Regions from separate parts of the Zea mays genome. Here region 2 is linked to region 1. The links are chromatin contacts, called in public Hi-C maps. All regions are on one chromosome and are shown on one strand. The core of a region is the stretch at or near the end of the contact, and the rest is flanking DNA. Distances in the headings are between cores, read along the strand shown.

Region 1 (6,964 bases), core at 2,442-4,941:
CCTCATCGCGCAACCAGGGATGCTCGCCGCCTCGAGCTCGACCTCGCCGACGCAGCTGCCGCCGCTGGCCTTCGCCGGGGTTGGGACGGCCACGGGAACAGGAAGCGCCTGCTGCTGCTGCTGCGGCGGCGCTTGCTTCAGGGCGGCGGCTGGCCGCCGCTTGCAGGCTGGCGCTGCAGGCTGCTGCAGGCCGAGGATGGCATGGTCGTCCTCGGGAACGAGGGGCACGATGGGGAGGTTGTCGCAGGTGCACACCTCGACCATGAAGCCGTCGGGGTCGTGGAAGAAGAGCTGGTCCACGTAGATGCCGCCCTCCTCCACGCGCCGCTGCACGTACCGGATGCCCAGCTCCGTGAGCCGCCGCTGCACTGCCTCCATGCTCTCGCACTGCGCATAGACCATCACCAGTTCACCTTTCCGTCACGATGATTTTGTGTTCATGGTAAGAAGCACGTTTACGTACTGCATGCTTTTAACTTTATTTGTCGTTATTTAAAGTGCAACAGTATATATATGCACGCATGGCTAGTTGTGCATGCATGCAGATACGTCATACGTACTTCTTTTGGTCCTTGCCAGATGAGCATATGCACGCTGTCTGAGTGAAGACAAACTCTATGTGCAACACAAAATCAATAACCTATTGCCATTTTTCTAAAATCAAAATCACGTGCTTTTATCCCAAATTGATCCAGGACTTTAGCCGATACTAGTTTTCTGCCACTGCCTGATGCACATGCAATGATCCTACCCACAGAGCATTAGGAATTCTTCATCAATTCGATCTAGCTACTAGTAGTCCTATTTCTATTATGTTAACCGTCATTGCGTACCGATCATGAATGCCAACCACCAGCGTCCATTTCTTAAATTAATTGAGATGCAGATCTATCAGATGGAGCCAACTTAAGATAAGATAGTTCCATGCTTCGTGGATCAGTCACCAACTCACCACCAGTCACCATGCATCTTGGCATGCATGAACACTTGATAACTTGGTAGCTAAATAAGATGTGTTAGCTAGATCAGTCTTAGTAACTGAATTGTTTCATATCCTAGTTTCTAATACGTCTATATTTCAGAAACGACAATGCAGAAAAGTGTTAATGCGACGTCCGCCAGTTTGAGGAATGGGTTAATAATTAGAGAAAATCCCTTCAATGCCATTCAATCTTATACCAATCCCTTCAATGCTATCATAATTTATAGCTTCCCTTTAATACCATCAAATTTAAATTTTAATCCTTTAAATGTAATCACCATTAGTTCAAAGCTAACGCCGTTAGTTTCATTTAAAATAAATCCCTCCGATGCCATCAAAATATATACCAATCCTTTCAATGGCACTAGAAATTGGTTTGATTTTCAAAGTTCAGCCCATACTTTTTGAAACCCCGAAATTACTCCACATATCTCGCTCTAACAACATATACGTGTGATATACAAAATTTTGTTTCTCGATAGATAATGCATATGCAAATTTATGCATTGTAGGAGAACAACTCCAAGAGACTCTTTATATTCTTCCTAATTGATATGAGTAGAGATTTTAAATAATTTTTAAAAATTTTAGTCCATATTAGAACTCATAAAACTGTGGTTATTCATTTACACTGATTCGATCTAATCAATTTCATATTTTTTTAATTTATTAGGAAGCAAATAGATCGAACTAATATATCAGAGTAATTTTTGAGTTTCAAAAAGTATGGACTGAACTTTGATCTATATTTTTTATTCTGTAATTTTTAAAACCCAAATAGATCGAATCAATTTCTAGTGACATTGAAGGGATCAATATTGATATTGGTGGCATTGGAGGAATTTTCTTCAAATGGAACTAATGGTGTTAGCTTCGAACTAAAGACGATAGCATTCAAAGGATTAAAATTTAAATTTAATGACATTGAAGCAAAGCTATAAATTTTTATGATATTGAAGAGATTAGTATAAGTTTGGATGGGATTAAAGGAATTTTCTCTAGTAATTTTATATAACTATATTCTATTGCAGATGAGGAGCAGCCGTGGATCTCGCTGAGCACAGAAAAATGGAGGCACGAACATGCAGATTAAAAGCTAATTAACTAATTCGATCGGCCGATTCCCCCAATCGCCAGTGTCAACGACTTAGGAGTATACCTATTTTTTTCCCCAAATTCCTCTTACTATACTTCAGATCAGAGGTTCGATCGCAAGGAATAATTCTCGGTAGGTCACTGTAATTTTGTCCGGTACATTATTCGTTATTACCAATGTTCTAATCTTTTAAATATTTCTCTATTATATAAAACATCAGTTTTATGGTTAAATCGGTCGATGTGTATTTATCACCCTTCTCACTTTATACAAAATAAGATAAAATTATGCACAAAATAAGGGCTTCAGATCTTGGTTGATAGCTGCGTGGCTCCATATTCACATCCACCTAAGCAACACAATATACATATTTTTGTATTTTATTAAAAAAAGTCTACTCATATGATATATATTAAGTTACATACACTAATCAGTTAAAGCTAAAAGTTTAAACTAATTGGAGGAGTTGGATAATTCATTTATATTATATTCTAACACTTTCCTCTCACGTCGAGTCTTTTTTAGGTCTCTGACGTGGAATATAGCAGCGAGCAACAATTATTTTATTTAATTGTGGTAACTAGAATTTAAACTCGAGATTTATAGTTCTGATATCATATTAAGTTACACGCACTAATCAATTTAATTCAAAAACTTAAGTTGATAGAAGGAGTTGAATTTGCTTATATAGGGTAACTGATTAGTATTTATATAGATACACGACTAGTCGGTGTGGATGGGTAGGCACTATTGCAGGACAGCAAACGATCTGGATCTAGCTTGAAGACGTGGTGTGGCAAGCACTCCTGCATACCTGAAAGGAGACGTGGTTGTCCTTGGGGTTGATCTCCGTCTTCTTGGGGGGCATGCTCGCCGGATCCTCGGCTTGCAGGAGATGAATGCCTATGCCGTAGTTGAACAGCCTGCGCAGTAGAATGAGTTGTTGAACATGCAGGTCATGCAGTATGATTACATGATTGTTAGCTAGCTTGACAATAAAGGCATCGTCAGTGATATAGCTGTGTGCAGTCGAATGCCGTACCATGCGCCGTCGAAGTCGAAGGAGCCCGGGCGGCGGATGGGGGCGAAGCCGAGGACGTCGCGGTAGAAGCGGAGGGAGCTCTCGAGGCACCGGCACACCACGGAGATGTGGTTCAGCGCCGCCAGCGGCAACGACCCGGCGGCGGCGGCGGCGGCGGCGGCGTGCTGCACCGGCTCGACGCCCTTGCTGCTCACCATATCTTGTTCCGACGAACGAACGTTCTAGTCGTCTTCGATGGGCGTGCTGTTGGCCTGGCCTGTAGCTGCTTAGTCGTTTGCTTATTGTTCCGCCGGCGGTTTAATTCTACTATTCACCGCGCCGCCGCACAATGCAGATCGAGCCGGGACGACGACGCGTCAGAAGCTGTCTTTGCTTGCTGAATATATGAAGGGAGATGGACGACGTGCGGAGGTGGCTGGCGAGCTAGGCCGGAGACGCGACGGGACGGTGGTGCGTGTGGCTGCTAGCTGGAGGTGAACGAAGGAAAGGGACGATGACGCTGGAGACGGAGAGGATGCAGCACTAGAGCTAGCTATGCATATGCTGTTGTGCGTTGTGGAGGTTGCCGCGGCGCGCGGCCGGGGGCTCTTATAAAGAGCGTACGCCGTGTGGGGGGCGCCGACAGCGATACCCAGCCTTGAGCTCGATGTGGAGCAGTGGCGAAGTGCCGGTTGCCGCACCATGCGGCCAGCTCGAATGCGGACCATGTGGAGCAGCTCGAATGCTCACCGTGTGATACACACACATCACGGGCAGGCAGCCACGCCCACTGCCCCGCTAATCGATGGCATCTACTTCACGCGGTCGAGGAGCCAGCCAGTCCATGTCACGCACATGCACATATATTTTGTGCACGTTTTTCAGCCTGCCTACTCTAGTTAAAAGTTAAAACCCATTGTTAACATGGGAAGAGGTCCGAATCACACACAGCACACATTCATAGTCACCACAATCTTAGACACATCGAGAAACGTAGCAAACCGATAAAACCAATCCAAACAAGTCTTAGAAAGATCCACCGAAGGAGCGCATATAGAGGTTGTCTCAAAATCAACAAATCCATCCAGAACGTCACCAAATATCCTTGGAATAAGTGATGAACAACAAGATAGAAAGAAAAAAAGAAAGATAAAAATGATAGTAAATGTATTCGTGATCGTTTGAATATTAAATACCTTAATTTTCTGTGATGCTCTCTAGGTGATAGCACCTTGAAATGGCTTAACAAAAATCGTGTTTGTTAAGTTATTTCAAGTGGGTAATCATTCCACTAGGGTGACGAATAGTGTTACCCTATAAATCATGAATGGTTTAATGATTACCGTTCTCTCCAGAGTGTAATCAGATCTTGATTTGTCTTCGTCTCCCCTCGAACCTGCGCCCGACGGCTCATCCTTCGCCTGTGGCCTCGACCCTACGGCTCCAACTTCGTTGGTGGAGTACCGGGAGCAACTCCACCAATGTGTCGGCGGTTAGCTCGCTCGTTGCTCTATGCCTCCATTCCATGCTGGCGATGTCCTATAGGTTACAATTATCTACTTGCTCGCTCATCCCAATCTCTCTCACACAACCCTTTCTCCTACCCCAAATCCGATTGCAATCACAACCTTTGAATGCCTCTCCGCCCATGCATGGGAAGCCATCGATGTGATCTAGAATCTCTAGCACACCAGAGAATTGACAATGTATTCTCTCTAAAGATTGCTTCTAGCTTTGCCCATTAATGTTACCAAAAGTGAAACATACAAAGTCTGTATTCCGATCCTTTATTAACGTTACCATCCTATTCTAGTTATGTTCGTGCCCGTGTTACCATTCCTGATCCAAACATTATCTTACAGTTCGAAAAAATAGACGAATAAGTAGATAATATGACAAGCAAAGGCAAAGTGAATAATTGTGTCTGATTATATACTTATTTTGTACCAAATCATGTTTTTATCACGTTTGTTGTACAAATGCGCATTGAATTGACATATATTCTAGATTTTGTGTTTTATCTGTTGCTTATTTGTACTATCATTATGTGACCCATTATGGATTACTTAGGATGGCTTCAACGGGCTAGCCAAAGCGGCAACCAAAGCCAATATGGTTGGCATAGTTGAAAGCTCCCTTGTGGGTTTTGGTGTTTTGGATGACACCACAATTAAAGGTATAACCAGGGTGTTATGTATTGAGTAGGTGCTAAGTGAAAAGACTAAGAAGTTCAACACATGGACACAGATGTGATGATCCACACAAGTTGAGATGACTATGGTCTATGGACATCACAAGTAAAGTTGAAGGATGGTCAATGACTATGTGGAACTCAATGTGCATAACTTGGAGACGACCGATCGAACTGGGGACGAAGGCAAGAACTTCGAGGAACTGAGTGCGCAGGAGAAGGTCAAGAAGACCGAGGTACCTAAAGACAAGGGTGAAGAAGATGGCTTGCAAGAAGTCAAGGTTGGTAAAGCTGAGAAGAGCTGTCGGAGAAAAGATCCCTAGGCCCCTGGGGCCCACTAGTCAGCAAAAGGACAAGGGAAAGGTCTACCCCGGTAGCACCCACCCCCAGATAGTCCCGAGGCCCCGAGCCTAGGATCGAGCGAGGCAGAGCCAAAGGGGGCGAGAGAATTGAGGGGAAGCCACTAGTGTGGATTCCGCGCCTTATCTAAGACTAAACCGTCGTAAGTGACCGACCACATTAGCTACTCCTTGCACTGAGCCACCATGGGAGAGTCGATCCTCTTCCCACTCATGAACTATGGGTCCTTAGACCTACGGCCACTCATGACCTATCAAACCTAGGCCTGGGTGCACTGGCTGTCTATAGGATCCGCAAGATGATGAGCATGCTGAGAGCATGAGACCTAGGCTATGGAGGCCAAGGGTCGGCGTGGTGCAGAGGCGATAATAATGGTGCCAGAGCTCTTCGCCACCCACACCACTAGTCTTAAACAGTGCGACCAGAGAAGCCTAGACAGCCGAGGCACATGCCGACAAGCCTGACTTTACCGAGGTAGAATGCTCCGTTTTACCACGATGTAGTAGCTCCTTCTTTAAGAAGCTACCAGTAGATGACCCCCACCTTGGCCTATAGAAGGGGGAGGGTCAGCCGAGAGAGACAACCAACACTCACACGAGAGGCGGAGATACGCACGCAACACACATAGACGGACAAACGACCACACGTCAGAGAACTACAGAGGCCAAAACCAAGGAGCACGCCGCCTCGACGCCCAAGGCTTAGTTTGGTTGAGAGCACAAGATTTGTAGTCCTTAGGCCATACCATGAACAAGAGACTTGGGAGCCTCCTCCCTCTCTCGCTCACTTGTAACACCTACTACGAGCATTGAGCAACAAAGGTGTCGATAGCGTGAGCCGCCAAAGACTGGATGTAGGGACGTTCTGCCTAAACCAATAAAAATCTCGTGCCCACTGAGCACACCATCCGAACCCCGAAACACGCATAGAACAAATATTTTTTGGAGCTCGTTCAAAACACCGACAAGTGTCCTATGCATCGAGGATCACAACATAAGGACATGACTTGGAACCATCAAGGTATTTCTTAGGATTTATGGTTCAAGTCATAAGGCTCAAGATTCTAGCTCAATAAGTAGGACATGGTCACAATAAGGTGGAGAAGTATCAATGTCAGAACCTAGAAGTGAACCAAAAGATCTAAGTACACTTTTCCTTTTAGTTTGGGTCATCTTGTGTTTGGAAATGTTCTATGTGACCATTGTAGGGTGTTGGAGCTCATGTATTGCTTTAGTGATCAAGTCAAGTTGACTTGAGGCTTTGAAGTCCAATCCTGACCTCAAACATGCCAAAAGGAGCAAAACATGAAAAATG
Region 2 (6,964 bases), core at 1,230-3,729, 380 kb after region 1:
ATTGGAGCAAAGAATCTTTGATACTCATCAAAATTTGCAGTGGAAGCGATTGTCTTTGCTTGAGGATTCCTTTCTAATTTGAGACTACACACATAATAGACTTGAAAATGAAGTTAGTCTCAAAAATGCAAGGGCAGTAGGGGAGTTGCATGTAAGGAGGTTCTCGGGTTGATTTTGCTGCGATGGCGGTCAGACGAGGGATTCTTGCAAGTGCTCTTCCCATAAACTGTAGCAGGTTTTCGAAAGCTAGTGGAACTTTGTAAAGGCCTCGTAGTGGATCCCTAGCCATTCACCTCGTTAGTGTCTAAGGGTCTAGCTAACCCTGGTGACATGGGAAACACGACTTGTGGGTAAAGGGTACAACCTCTGCAGAGTGTAAAACTGGTATACTAGCCGAGCTCACGGTCATGAGCAGCTCAGGACTCTCTGATGATTAATCTATAGAACTTAAATTCAATTTATCATTTGCATTGCATGAGATTTGTTATTAATTTTGTTCTATTATTTTATTATGGTTTGATATTCACTTACACTTAGTAACTGCTAATAAAATTTTGACCAACTTATAAAAGCAATGCTCAGCTTTAACCTCTATTGTTGATCAGCCTTACACTTCATGAACTCCCACCTTTGGTGAGTTCATGTCACATTATTCCCCACAACTTGTTGAGCGATGAACATATGTGAGCTCACCCTTGCTGTCTCACACCCCCACAGGTCAAGAACAGGTACCACTAGATGAGGCGCATGGTGGATGTTGCACTGTGTTCGTGAGAGATCTAGGTCGTCGTCTCCCAGTTGACTCTCTGGCGCCAAGGATGGATTTTAGTGATCCATATCTATCATTTATTTTGTAAGTCTTCCGCTATGTAATAAGTACTCTGATTATATTGTGACATTTATCTCTATACACTCTGTTATTATATATGTTGTCTTCTTTGGCGCATGTATGAGATGCACCCGACTTTGTCCCTTAAAACCGGGTGTGACAAAGAATTAGCTTAAATAAATCAAACACAAGAGCAGAAACACAAAAGCTAATTCGTGAGGTGTTATCATTAGAACGATGACAACTTTGTGAAGCAACTGTTCCTTTTGGTACACAGAGAGAGCGATCTGGACGGCATAGATGGACACAGAGGGGTCATCAGACTTTTTAGCATTGACAAATTTGGTCCGGGATGTGTAAGATATACCTCATGAGCATATTGTCGAATAAACTCTGTGCAGTTCCTAAGTCGACATCAACTGCTGCATCGGAGGTGAGGATGACATGATGGCAGCCAATCAAGGTTGCAAAGACTGGCAAAAGGAAAGGAGACTCATCCCCACGCCCCCAACATTCAAGCATTCTAGATCTACACAGGGTATAATGAACTGATCTAGATCTGCACCTAGTGGATATGGACAAAGGACAGAGAGAGCTGTTCACACCCACGAGAGAGAATAAAAGCGGTCGCGTCAGATCCTACCATGCTTCTAGCCTGCGTTCGTCACTGTCCAAGAAGCAGCAAGAATAGAAAAAAGAAATCCTAGCAAGAAGAAGGTGCGGAAGAGGAGCTAGATTTACCCGACAAAATCACTGGGGGAGGGGTGTGCGGCGACTGGCGAAGTGGTGGCGGCGTGTCCGTGTAGGGATGGCAACGGGTACATACCCGTCGGGTAGTGTCGTTCCATACCTATACCTATCAAAAAAATTTCTACCCGTCAGGTTACCCATATATGCTCGTGGGTATAAAATCCTACCCATACCCGTACCCGTGCGGGTAATTTTACCCGTCGGATAACCCGTACCCGCTAGGAAAGTCTTAAATTCTAATATATCAATCACTCAAAACATTAAATAAACATAAAAAACAAGTCAAACTTTACATATAACAAATCATATGATTACATAACTTGGTAGCTAGACAAATGATAGCTAGAGAAGATTTTTATTTTAGCTAAGATGGACTATATTAGATGATTATAGTGGTATTGTTGCAGGTATATTCTATCCATGAGTAGATAGGTATGGGTAGTACCAACTCGTACCCGTACCCGTTTATCCAACGGGTGGAGGATCTTGCCCATTAACATACCTACGGATAGAGAAATCATCTTATACCCGCCTTTATATCGAGTAAAACCTGTCGGGTAGTCGGGCTTCAGGTATCCATTGCCATCTCTACGGCCGTGATAGAGGAGGCGAGAGGAAGAGACGATTCGGGGATAGCCGCCCGACGTCTAAAGGTCGGACGAGTTTCCACGCGTAAGTTGCGCTCAGAATGGGCCAGTATACCTTCGAGGCCGGTTTCCAAACAGGATGGAGTGATGGTCGGTGAAAATTTAGCGTATGGATTAGCGACACAGGGAAAACACCGGGTTCCGGGCGGGAAAAGCGGCTGCCAAATCAGCCCTGAGTGGGCCCGCTTCCATTTGGGCTGCTTGAATCGTCGGCTAAGGAGGTTGGGCCGAGACATCCCATCGCCGGTTCCGTCAAGCCCACGCATCATCACTCGCGCGCGGGGCCGTCCGACCGGGCTCTCCTCCCTCGTTTTACCCGCACCCGCCGCAACGCCGAGAAGACGCGAGAGGGAGGGAGGAGGTGAGCCACCGGAAGCGGAGACGTGAGCAGTCGACCAACCCCGTCGATCCGGCTGCGGCCCGGCGTGCTAGATCGCTACCGATCATGGTGGTGGAGGAGATCGCCGAGGGGGTGAAGAACCTCACCGTTACCGGAGACGCGGCGGCTTCAGGCGGAGAGGGGCAGAGGAGGGGCGGCGGCGGCAGCAGCAACCGCATCCAGGTGTCCAACACCAAGAAACCCCTCTTCTTCTACGTCAACCTCGCCAAGGTACGGCTGCCCCTCTCTCCCTACGCGCCGCATCTTTCCGTGATACTCCTGCCCACCCGCCGCTTCCGGATTCTGGCTGATTTGGTTGCTTCGGTCCGTGCAGAGGTATATGCAACAGCACGAAGATGTAGAGCTATCCGCTCTTGGAATGGGTGCGTCCCTCCTTCGTCCTTCTTTCTAACTTATTTTTGCACTATATTTATTACTGGTGAAGTTAATTTAGGCATTGTCGCTTGACATTGATGCCTCTATCCGCGAATTTGGTCTATGTTATTAAGTACGCCGATAAATATGATGTACAAGACGCAGAATGCGTCGGCGCGGCGTGTCTTCTTTTCTGTATGTTTCTCAATGCTGGATCTGTGTTGGTTATTATTGCTAAAACCTTAGCTTTTATGTCAGTTAGGGTCCCTTTGCTAGGGCTTACAAAAGGCTCTGGCTTTGGCTTCTGAAGAAATCATACCAAACGGGGTAAAAAGAAAACCGGTTTCTCACTGAAACCACCAAGGAGCCGGAGCCCAAAATATTAACTTGCACCAGCTCCTCTAAAAAATGCTCTACGAAACCCTTTTGTCAAATATCTTTCTACAAAGTGTTCTGGCTCTACCAGAGAAGTGTAAGTACCGTGTGATTGTGGCTAGGGTTCCTGAGAAATTACTGGTGAAGGGGGGGGGGGATTAGGTGAAGGATTATGGGCCTCGTTATTGGGCCTTTAGTCATTTGTACTAGTATAAATACTACCTTTTGTACTGAGACAATCATCAAATAATCAGAAATACCAGATCCACACATTTCTTACCTGTTCCAACTCACCTGGGAACTGACGCTCGCAAGAACTCACCGGAGTTCTTCTGTCAATCTGCTCACGACGAGGAAGGCGAGCGTCCTCCGTCCAGGGGCTGTGACAAGAAGCTACTCCAGGAGAGGAGCTAAATCTGATGCCATTTTAGGACCTGGAGCCCTAGCAAACTTTCCCTTAGTGTTCCTAGGCGGCATTTGCCTTGTGACACGCAGAGCACAGCTTAGAATTTGGTCTAGCAAATTGCCAGATTTATTGTCCGAGGAAAAACTTACCAAGTTTGAGTCAAGTGCTATGCAATGCATTGTTTTTTTTTGACGAAGGGGCATAGCCCCCTATTTCATTAGGAAATAGGTAAAGAGTCATTACAGACCACCATGATGGAGAGCAACCCATCACCAAAAGTAGTAACTAGTGGAACTAACCTCTACAATCTAACAAGGATATGCAAAGATCAGACTCCACTAGCACCCAACCAGAAAGCTCCACAGTTTTTAAGCCAAGCTTATTTACAAAGGCCACAGGCCAAAGGCAGTAACCCAGCTAAAACCAACCTAGATGCAACTAACCCACCAACATAACATCCAAAAGAACTTGAGCTACGATGACCACCAGAAGGAGCATGAAGTGCCAAAAGGAGTCTTCAAACAGTAATGCGACGGTCCCTCGGACACCATCCAAAGGCCCTGCTCATCGCCTCACTTGCTATCCTTCTGATAAGTTGACTTCCTTGTACCACCATCTTTTTTTTCCTTCTCTTTCTGTCGAATAACCCAAGAATCCAACCAAAAGCAACAGAGAAATATTATGTTAGCCGGGTCAAGAATAATCTTTTCACCAAAAAAACAATCATTTCTGGTTCTCCAAATAGCCCAAAACAAAGCACCACAACCAAAGATCAATAAGTTTGAAATTCTGTCTTTAGGCTTATTCATCCTAGTCAAGCTGGTCATTGGGGACTTGGTTCTCAATGTTATCAGCGCGTATGCTCCTCAAGTAGGCCTTAATGAGAACTCAAAGAGGGAGTTCTGGGAAGGCCTGGAGGACATGGTTAGTAGTGTGCCAGTTGGCGAGAAGCTCTTCATAGGAGGAGATCTCAATGGCCATGTGGGTACATCTAGCACCAGTTTCGAGGGTGTGCATGGAGGCTTCGACTTTGGGACTAGGAATCAAGAAGGAGAGGAAATCCTGAACTTTGCCCTAGCCTATGACATGTTTATAGCAAACACTTTCTTTAGGAAGAGGACATCCCACCTGGTGACCTTCAGTAGTGGCCAACACACTAGCCAGATTGATTTCGTCCTCTTGAGAAAAGAGGACAGGCATGCCTGCTTAGATTGCAAGGTTATACCTGGAGAGTGTGTGGTAACCCAACATAAGCTTGTCGTAGCTGACTTCCGTTTTAAGATTCGTTTACAACGGAATAAGCATAACAAGGTCACTAGAACAAAGTGGTGGAAGCTTAAAGGGGATGTGGCCCAAACTTTCAAGGAGAGAGTTATCGAGGAGGGCCCTTGGGCAGAAGAGGGAGACTCAAATATCATGTGGAGGAAGATGGCGATGTGCATCCGAAAGATAGCTTCAGAAGAGTTTGGGCTGAGTCAAGGAAACAGAAGGGAAGTTAAAGACACTTGGTGGTGGAACGAAGATGTCCAAAAGGCTATCAAGGAGAAGAAAGATTGCTACAAACGCTTACATCATGACAAGTGTGCAGAAAACATAGAGAAGTATAGGATAGCGAAGAAGTCTGCAAAGCGAGCGGTTAGTAGAGCCCGGGGTCAAGCCTTTGACAACCTTTATCAACGGTTGGACACAAAGCAGGGAGAAAAGGATATCTATAGGATGGCCAAGATTCGTGAAAGGAAGACAAGGGATGTCAACCAAGTCAAATGCATCAAGAATGAAGCAAACCAACTATTAGTGAAGAATGAAGAGATCAAGAATAGATGGAAGGAGTACTTCAACAAATTGTTCAATGGAGGGAATGAGAGTTCTACAATAGAATTGGACGAACCATTCGATGACAACAACAGGGGTTTTGTGCGAAGGATACAAGAATATGAAGTTAAGGAGGCGCTAAAAAGGATGAAGGTAGGAAAGGCGATGGGCCCTGATGGTATCCCTATCGAGGTATGGAGATGCCTTGGAGACATAGCGATAGTATGGCTGACTAAGCTTTTCAACACCATCTTTCGGACAAACAGAATGCCCGACGAGTGGCGGCGGAGTACATTAGTACCAATCTTCAAGAACAAAGGAGATGTTCAAAGTTGTACTAATTACCGTGGAATTAAACTCATGAGCCATACAATGAAGCTATGGGAGAGAGTCATTGAACACCGCCTGCGAAAGCTGACGAGCGTGACCCAAAATCAGTTTGGTTTCATGCCCGGGAGATCAACTATGGAGGCCATTTTCTTACTAAGACAACTTATGGAGAGATTCAGAGAACAAAAGAAAGACCTGCATATGGTCTTCATAGACTTGGAGAAGGCTTATGACAAAGTACCCAGGAGTGTAATGTGGTGGGCCTTGGAAAAACACAAAGTAGCAACAAAGTACATTAATCTTATTAAAGATATGTACACTAATGTTGTGACAAGTGTCCGAACAAGTGATGGGGACACCGATGACTTTCCAATTAACATAGGACTACATCAAGGGTCGGCTTTGAGCCCTTATCTTTTCGCTTTGGTGATAGATGAGGTCACAAGGGACATACAAGGAGATATACCGTGGTGTATGCTTTTTGCCGATGATGTGGTACTTATTGAGGAGAGTAGGAGTGGTGTTTCGCAAAAGTTGGAATTGTGGAGACAGACGCTGGAAGCAAAAGGTTTTAGGCTTAGTAGGTCTAAAACGGAGTATATGAAGTGTGATTTCAGTGCCATGGGGTATGAAGATGGCGATGTTAGTCTTGATGGGCAAGTGGTACCCAAGAAAGACACTTTTCGTTACTTAGGATCAATGCTTCAGAAGGATGGAGACATCGATGAGGATGTCAGTCATAGAATTAAAGCTGGATGGTTGAAGTGGCGGCAAGCGGCGGGTGTCTTATGCGACCCCCGGGTGCCACACAAACTAAAAGGCAAATTCTACAGGACAGCAATCCGGCCGGCTATGTTGTATGGAGCAGAATGTTGGCCCACTAAAAGACGACATGTCCAACAACTGTGTGTGGCAGAGATGCGTATGTTGCGCTGGATATGTGGCCACACAAGGAGAGACCGAGTCCGGAATGATGACATACGAGAGAGAGTAGGAGTGGCGCCAATTGAGGAGAAGCTTATGCAACATCGTTTGAGATGGTTTGGACATATCCAACGAAG

The links. A called contact is a pair of places that touch in the nucleus more often than the background predicts.
Region 2: a contact with region 1 is called in a Hi-C map of tassel, with 2.9 times the contacts expected there. The contact joins the promoter of LOC100284257 here to the promoter of LOC103649687 in region 1. A contact is called at or near these places in 3 of 25 Hi-C or Micro-C datasets (bundle sheath, ear and tassel).

Annotation. Positions count from the first base shown.
Region 1 is chr3:11,625,869-11,632,832 of Zm-B73-REFERENCE-NAM-5.0, forward strand. LOC103649687 reads right to left here and starts at 3,692. Exons shown (of 3, transcript XM_008675419.3): 1 at 3,121-3,692; 2 at 2,893-3,001; 3 at 1-387. The coding sequence starts at 3,317.
Region 2 is chr3:12,007,473-12,014,436 of Zm-B73-REFERENCE-NAM-5.0, forward strand. LOC100284257 reads left to right here and starts at 2,480. Exons shown (of 5, transcript NM_001147847.1): 1 at 2,480-2,836; 2 at 2,940-2,988. The coding sequence starts at 2,672.